Regions from separate parts of the Gossypium hirsutum genome. Here region 2 is linked to region 1. Evidence: chromatin contacts called from public Hi-C data. All regions are on one chromosome and are shown on one strand. The core of a region is the stretch at or near the end of the contact, and the rest is flanking DNA. Distances in the headings are between cores, read along the strand shown. Region 1 holds the start of LOC107951921 (proline-rich receptor-like protein kinase PERK15). Region 2 has its middle 33 kb from the start of LOC107952425.

Region 1 (3,282 bases), core at 709-3,208:
ACTTCCAGCTTTTAACTGCTTAATTGCAACTACTTTCCCATCTTTTAGCACTCCCTTGTGGACATAACCAAAACCTCCTTGACCAATGAGATTAGAATCAGAGAAATTATCCGTTGCCAATGCTAAATCTTCATAAGTAAATGCACCCAATGACTGTCCCATGGCCAATCCTGAGGAAGGTGATGGATTAGATGGCTTTTCTGAGCCCAAACTAGTACTCGTTGAAGGAGGGTCAACATAATTATAAACATGTGGTGTGATTCCTGGCGGAGTAGTAGGTTTCGGCAGAACAGCAATTTGAGGAGCACTCTGCTGCCAATGTTGAGGATCAACTGGATGTATAACAACATGCAAGATTTAGTGTCAATTCCTTTCACTTTGAAAACCATTGGTTTCTTTTCTACCACATGAGACTGTAATCATAAAGCAAACGCTGTCCAACTAAAACATATAATACAAGTATGAAACAGAAGAATGCCTTGACCAAATCAAAATAAAAGCAACTAGAAAGTACACAATATAATATTTGTTGCTAATCAAACATAACTAGAAACAAACTTCGAAATTACTGCTGCTTATCTTTACAGCACTGGGGATAAAATTACTAAAGTGTTGATACCAGTGGACGCCTCCTTATCCCAGATATGCATATGTGTTTGTTTACTAGACATGCATGCATGGATGTTCTTGTATGCATGTATGGCCATGCATGTATCATGGCTTGAAAGCTGAAATGGATCAAACTCATTCTTTTGTAAATGGTTTAAAAAATCAAATTAGCATGGGAAAATTACAAATGACAACTATGATAAGAGCAATAAAACTGATTCTTGCATCCTAATTAACAAAAGACTACGATAACTTATAAATTCATGACAACTTTAAATCCTTAATAAAAGTAACTCGTTCAAGCTGCATACTTTAGGTCTTCTCAGTCAATTGATTCAAGTGAACTCCAAAAGAAAATTATGGCTTACCATATACCATTAAAGCATCAATAACGCAGATCTAGGTCATAAGCATATGTTCTTATGTATACAACATAAACCAATGAAAACCAAAAGCCAATGTTTGAAGGAAATCCCAATGATATTTTACTATAAAATACGGGAAGGAACTCAAGATTCAATATAATCTATATTGAACCAAAAATCTTATTTTCTTTATTTTTAAACAACATTATTATACTCTAAACACTGATAAACAAACAAATAAATAGATAATACAAAGTTGACAAAATGTAGACAAATATAGTTAACATGATTTAACAATAGTAACATTAAAAAAACAATAGTACGATACAATACAAACAAAACAAACACTTCAAAATTAAACCTAGATTCCATAAAAACAAATAATATTAAAAACTAAAGTCACATTTTCTAAGCCAACTGCAACTAATGGTACTTCAGAAATATAGGATAAATATACAGTCCGGAGGAAGTGTTATGAACTACATTAAGTGCAAGTAATTATTTCATAAAAATAAAACAAAGATGGACTGACTGACCTCCTTGAGGATGAGCTCCAGCAAGCTTCTTCTTTCTCCTCCTATAAAAAATTACGAAAATGCCCACTCCAATCAGCACAATTAACGCTCCCATCCCTGCCCCAACGATAAGCCCCGCTAATGTCCCAGGCGGTAAGCCCCCGCTCGGCGAAGGCGGCGGAGGTAGCGTAGCATTCGGAGAATCAGCCCCCGGAGGCGGAGGCGACACAGGGGTTGAAGTATTAGTAACTGGCGGCGTAAGGGAAGGAGAAGGAGGAGAAGAAGTAGTGTTGGGAGTGGAAGGCGGCGACGTCGGCGATGGAGATGGTGGTGTAGCCATCTCCGGTGAGGTTTCGATAAAATCGAGGATTTGAATTTTTTTTTTCTTTCCTGTTATTTTCTTTATGCTTGAGGTTTTTTTTGGGGAGGGGGGTTCAATTCAACCTCAATGCTTGAGGTTTGAACTTTGAAACAGAGTCGAAGGAATTTTGCTTATGAATGATTGGGTGGGAGAAAGAATTTGGACCAAGTGGGGCCCGCTTCTGACAAAGAAATGAGTAAATCAAAAAGAGGCACAACGGCGTCGTATTTGGCTTTTTATTGTTTTTACTGACAAAACTCTGCTGTCCGTGTCTGATTGTAGTGAGAAAATGTAGCTTACTTGCAACGTGTGATTTATTTTTAATTTTTTTCGGCGGTTTTATGTTTACAAAATATAAAATGTAAAGTACCCATTAAATTCCTCGATCAATTTTTTTCGGTAAAAAAAACAAATATCAAATAATATTTATTAACGTTTATAAGCTTAATATCTTGCTTTCTATTTCAATTTTTTTATAAAAAATTTAAATCTAAAAGTAAATATTTATTTTAATATTTTAATTATATTTGGTGTTGTTGAAATAAAATAATATAAATCAAAATCTAAAATTTAGGAATATTTATTTTGATTTGATAGTTAAGATTATTTAGATTATCATGATTCTTATTTTAAAAATACACATTTACTTTGAAATAAAAAATAGTGGGCATAAATTTATACTTCAAAGTTGAAACTAAAAAAGATGATAAAAACTCTAGTAAAGAATAACAAATCTTCAAAATAAGAAAAAAATATAATGACTTATTTAGTTCTCTAACTTTACAAAAAAATAATCATTTTAGTCTTCATTTAATTTTTTACCCTTTTTAATTCTTACACTTATGGACACGTGAATTATTACATGAACAAGTTAACAAATGTGACAGTTGAGAATAAATAATAATTGTACCAAATAATTATAATTTAAATTTAGTACACAATATCCATGTTGAGTATGAAGAATTTTTGGATATGAGACTGATTTTACTTGTTTCCAATAAAGATTTATTTTTAAAAAAATAATACGAAAACTTGGTGAGATGATGAGAGGAAAAATAAAATTATGATTGCGGGTCGACCTAACTTCCGAGTAATATTAGGGTTTTCCTAAAATGTAAGAAATTTATTTTAAAAAGCAATTCTTTGATGTTCACACATCAATTTTACTACTTTTCAATTTTTGTAACATTATTTATTTGAAAAATGCAAAAAATAAAAATTATTATTTATTTATTATTAATTTATATAATTATTTACACTCCTAATTGAGTTGACGTTATCCTCCATTGGGTCACCAATTCGGTTAAAAATTTTACAATTTGAGAGTACTTTAATCGTTAATTTGTCACTAAATAAAGTCTTATTTTAATATTTTTATATATTTTAATTTTATTATGCACACTTTATTACTTCTGTTAATTGTGTGTGTATG
Region 2 (3,043 bases), core at 86-2,585, 180 kb after region 1:
CCCAGGTTGAAGATCATACAATTAAATCCCAAAAGTTCGACCTGCATATTTCTTGATGAAACAAAAGTACAAATAGCTTCCAGTTTCATTGATTCTTTGCATTTGAAGGCCAAAGTATGACTTGCGTACACACAAATCTACATTACATTCGCTAACTGTAACTCTAAGATGAAATGGCAAGTGACCAACCTCAGGCAGAAGCTCAGTATCAAAAGAATGTAGATCTAAGAGACCGGGACTGAACTCGCCGCTTGGCGGACGCGAACTAAATGGAGGAGTTGTAGGCTCCGTGAAATAGTCGTTCCCCGTATTAGAACCCCTCTGTACATTCTTATACATTCTAGATCCTTGAGATCCTCCTCCTCCACCATAAAACGCATAATCCTGCTCTCGATCCAAGCAGCATAAGCAGCAAAATCATGCATTCGAAATAATAACTACTTTGTATTGAAATATTGCTCCCTGCACATTCCATTTATTTATTTTGCTCGCAAATTAATTTCCAATCTAAAAAAGGGAAAAAAATCAAACATTTATCAATTTTTTTATCCAATAAAGTGTCATCTGGAAAACTTCATTCATTTTGTTTTCTTTTAATACCAAAAGGAAATCTCGAGAGTTAAAGCAGCCAGCTTAACTGCTTTTCCTTTCGCATGTTAGACTTAAAATTATATAATTAAATCTAAAAAATCAACACATTTTCAGTTTATTCTTACTAAAAAAAATAGATTGCCATTTTCATTTTATTTCTCCAACAAAAAAATTAATTAAAAAGGAAAAAGTGTGAGACCTGAAGAGGAGGAACAGAGTTGTTGGAAGAGTGAAGATGTTGAAGACCAGCAGACTGAAGCCATCTCCCATTCGACGTCGTTTCCAAGAAGTTATCTGAGTGTTGTCTCTGATGGTGCACTTGAACTCCTGCGGCATCAGATCTCTGCCTCTGTCTCCCCATTCCGTTCATCTCCCAACACTCTTCCACCTCGCTTTCTTTCAATTATTTAATCAAATTAAAAACAAAACTTCGATCCTTCGATTTAAAGGTTTACCTCTTCAAAATAGAAATTATAAAGAGAGAACAATCAAATGCCCCCGATTAACATTTAACCGGATCCTCCTCGATCTTTTTTAAGCTTTGGTTTCAGACAATGATCATTCAAAGCAAAAGGATTGAGTTATAAAGAAAATGGACAGTGTCAATGAGAATAAGAGAAAGGGATTGGATTTTTGAATTTTGAAGGCAGTTGGGAGAGACACGTGTGGCACGTGCCGTTGGGGGATGTGGAAGGAGGTACTATACGACGGCGGATTGAGCCGAAAATTGTGGAGAGGGGATCTAGTGGGCCCGGGACTTGGGGGTCTATACATATGGCTTTTCTTTAAAAAGGTCTAATTCTATCTTCAGTCCCTATATTCTTTAAAACTTTTAAAATTCAATCTCTTATACTTTTAATTTTAGTAATTTAGTCATTCTACTTATTTGATTTAAATATTAAAATCTAATTAAAGTTAAAATCTTGAAAATAATATTGGTAAGAGAGATAACTATAAACCCTGAAAAGATTAGTTTTTTTATGAATCATAAAACGAATATAGAGAGATACCTTTAGTTCCAACAAAAAATTTAAAATGCAATTGATAACCTTCTTAATTGCTATTGTTTAATTGAATAATAAAAACTTTCATTAGTGGGTTATAAATTAAATATTAATTTTTAAATTAAACAAGGAGAGGAATTAAATTTCTAAAATTAAAAATATAGAGTAAAGACTACGAAATTTCAATAGTTGAAAAAGTAGAGGGATAATGAGGGTGATTAAATCTTTGAATAATTTGAAGGAATTTGGAGTTATTTGTTTTGCGAAAATAGGGGTATCAGCAAACCACCGTCCCACATGGTGGGACCCTCCAAAAAAATCAATCAGTTGCGCGCTTTTGAGTCTCATCCAAAAGCTCCCATCTTGTAGGGATACAACTCTCCCACCCCATGTGTTTCATCAAATTGAGTAAATCTTTTTACTTTTATTTTTCTATTTTAATTTTACATATATGCTAAAAAAAATTAATTGAGAATCTATACTACATTTTTTTGAAAATTTATCTATTTACATTGTTTTTGGAAATAAAAAGAAAAATGCGTTTTATGGGGTGCGTTTTCACTTCTAATAAAAATGCGTTCTATAGGACGCGTTTTCACTTTGGTAAAAGAAAAAATTCTTTTTTCTTTTCTTGTGGTTGGAAATTAAAAATTTGTAAATTTATTTTTGTCCGTATTTGAGATAGACATGATTATAGTTTTAATGATTGTTTAAATTCATAGTGGTGTAGTGGAGTTGAGTGACCTATAAATTTCATTTGTCATATGAGTATGGAGCCATCACCCAGGAAATCGGATCGTGTTGCAACTCAAGGTCCCACTTGACGATAATTATACTATCTGAGGTTGAAGTGTAACTAGGGCTTCAAGTTTATAGGGGTTATATTGTCGAGGAATAAAGCATAAATGGGGTCATACTTGATAGTGGTTATGCGGGCACGACAACAAATTTTTCCTCGTTAGAGGAGGATGCTTTATAAAACCCAAACAAATGTACAAAGAAGAAAAACGCAGTGGCCTTTTTGCATAACCAAGTATATTGTTTTATCCATGTCCACCAAAAGCTATGCCCCCGTTATTATAATCTGTGACATAATTGGGGTGTAATAGGTTTTACTAACATGGTCACTGCTTTTGGTGGACATGGACAACACGAATTACTTTATTATACTGGAAAACCCCTATGTTTTTCTTCCTCTTTCATGTGGGTTTCATAAAACATACTCCTCTAACAAGGAGAAATTGGTTGTTGTGCATGCATAACCAACATCAGCTAAGGCCCCAGTTATACTCCATCCTTTGACATCATAACCTTTGTAACCTTGGAGCCTTAGTTACACTTTAACCCAAGGCAGTATAGTCACCGCCAACTTGGACCTCGAGTTGTAAAGGGATTCCGGTTTCTCAGGTGATGGAGTTATACTCACATGACAAGTGAAATTTGTAAAT

What was found. A called contact is a pair of places that touch in the nucleus more often than the background predicts.
Region 2: a contact with region 1 is called in a Hi-C map of leaf, with 2.3 times the contacts expected there. The contact joins the enhancer-like site here to the promoter of LOC107951921 in region 1. A contact is called at or near these places in 5 of 34 Hi-C or Micro-C datasets (all in leaf).

What each region holds. Positions count from the first base shown.
Region 1 is chrA02:87,125,962-87,129,243 of Gossypium_hirsutum_v2.1, forward strand. It overlaps LOC107951921 (proline-rich receptor-like protein kinase PERK15), which reads right to left and starts at 1,959. Exons shown (of 8, transcript XM_016887105.2): 1 at 1,511-1,959; 2 at 1-332. The coding sequence starts at 1,829.
Region 2 is chrA02:87,308,161-87,311,203 of Gossypium_hirsutum_v2.1, forward strand. It overlaps the pseudogene LOC107951908. Among protein-coding and RNA genes, the nearest start is that of LOC107952425, 33 kb to the left of the region's middle. Within about 2 kb of position 1,336, at least 9 of the 9 cell types and tissues checked have an H3K27ac peak or open chromatin away from gene starts, as enhancers often do. A contact at or near this core is called in leaf, where this site is marked.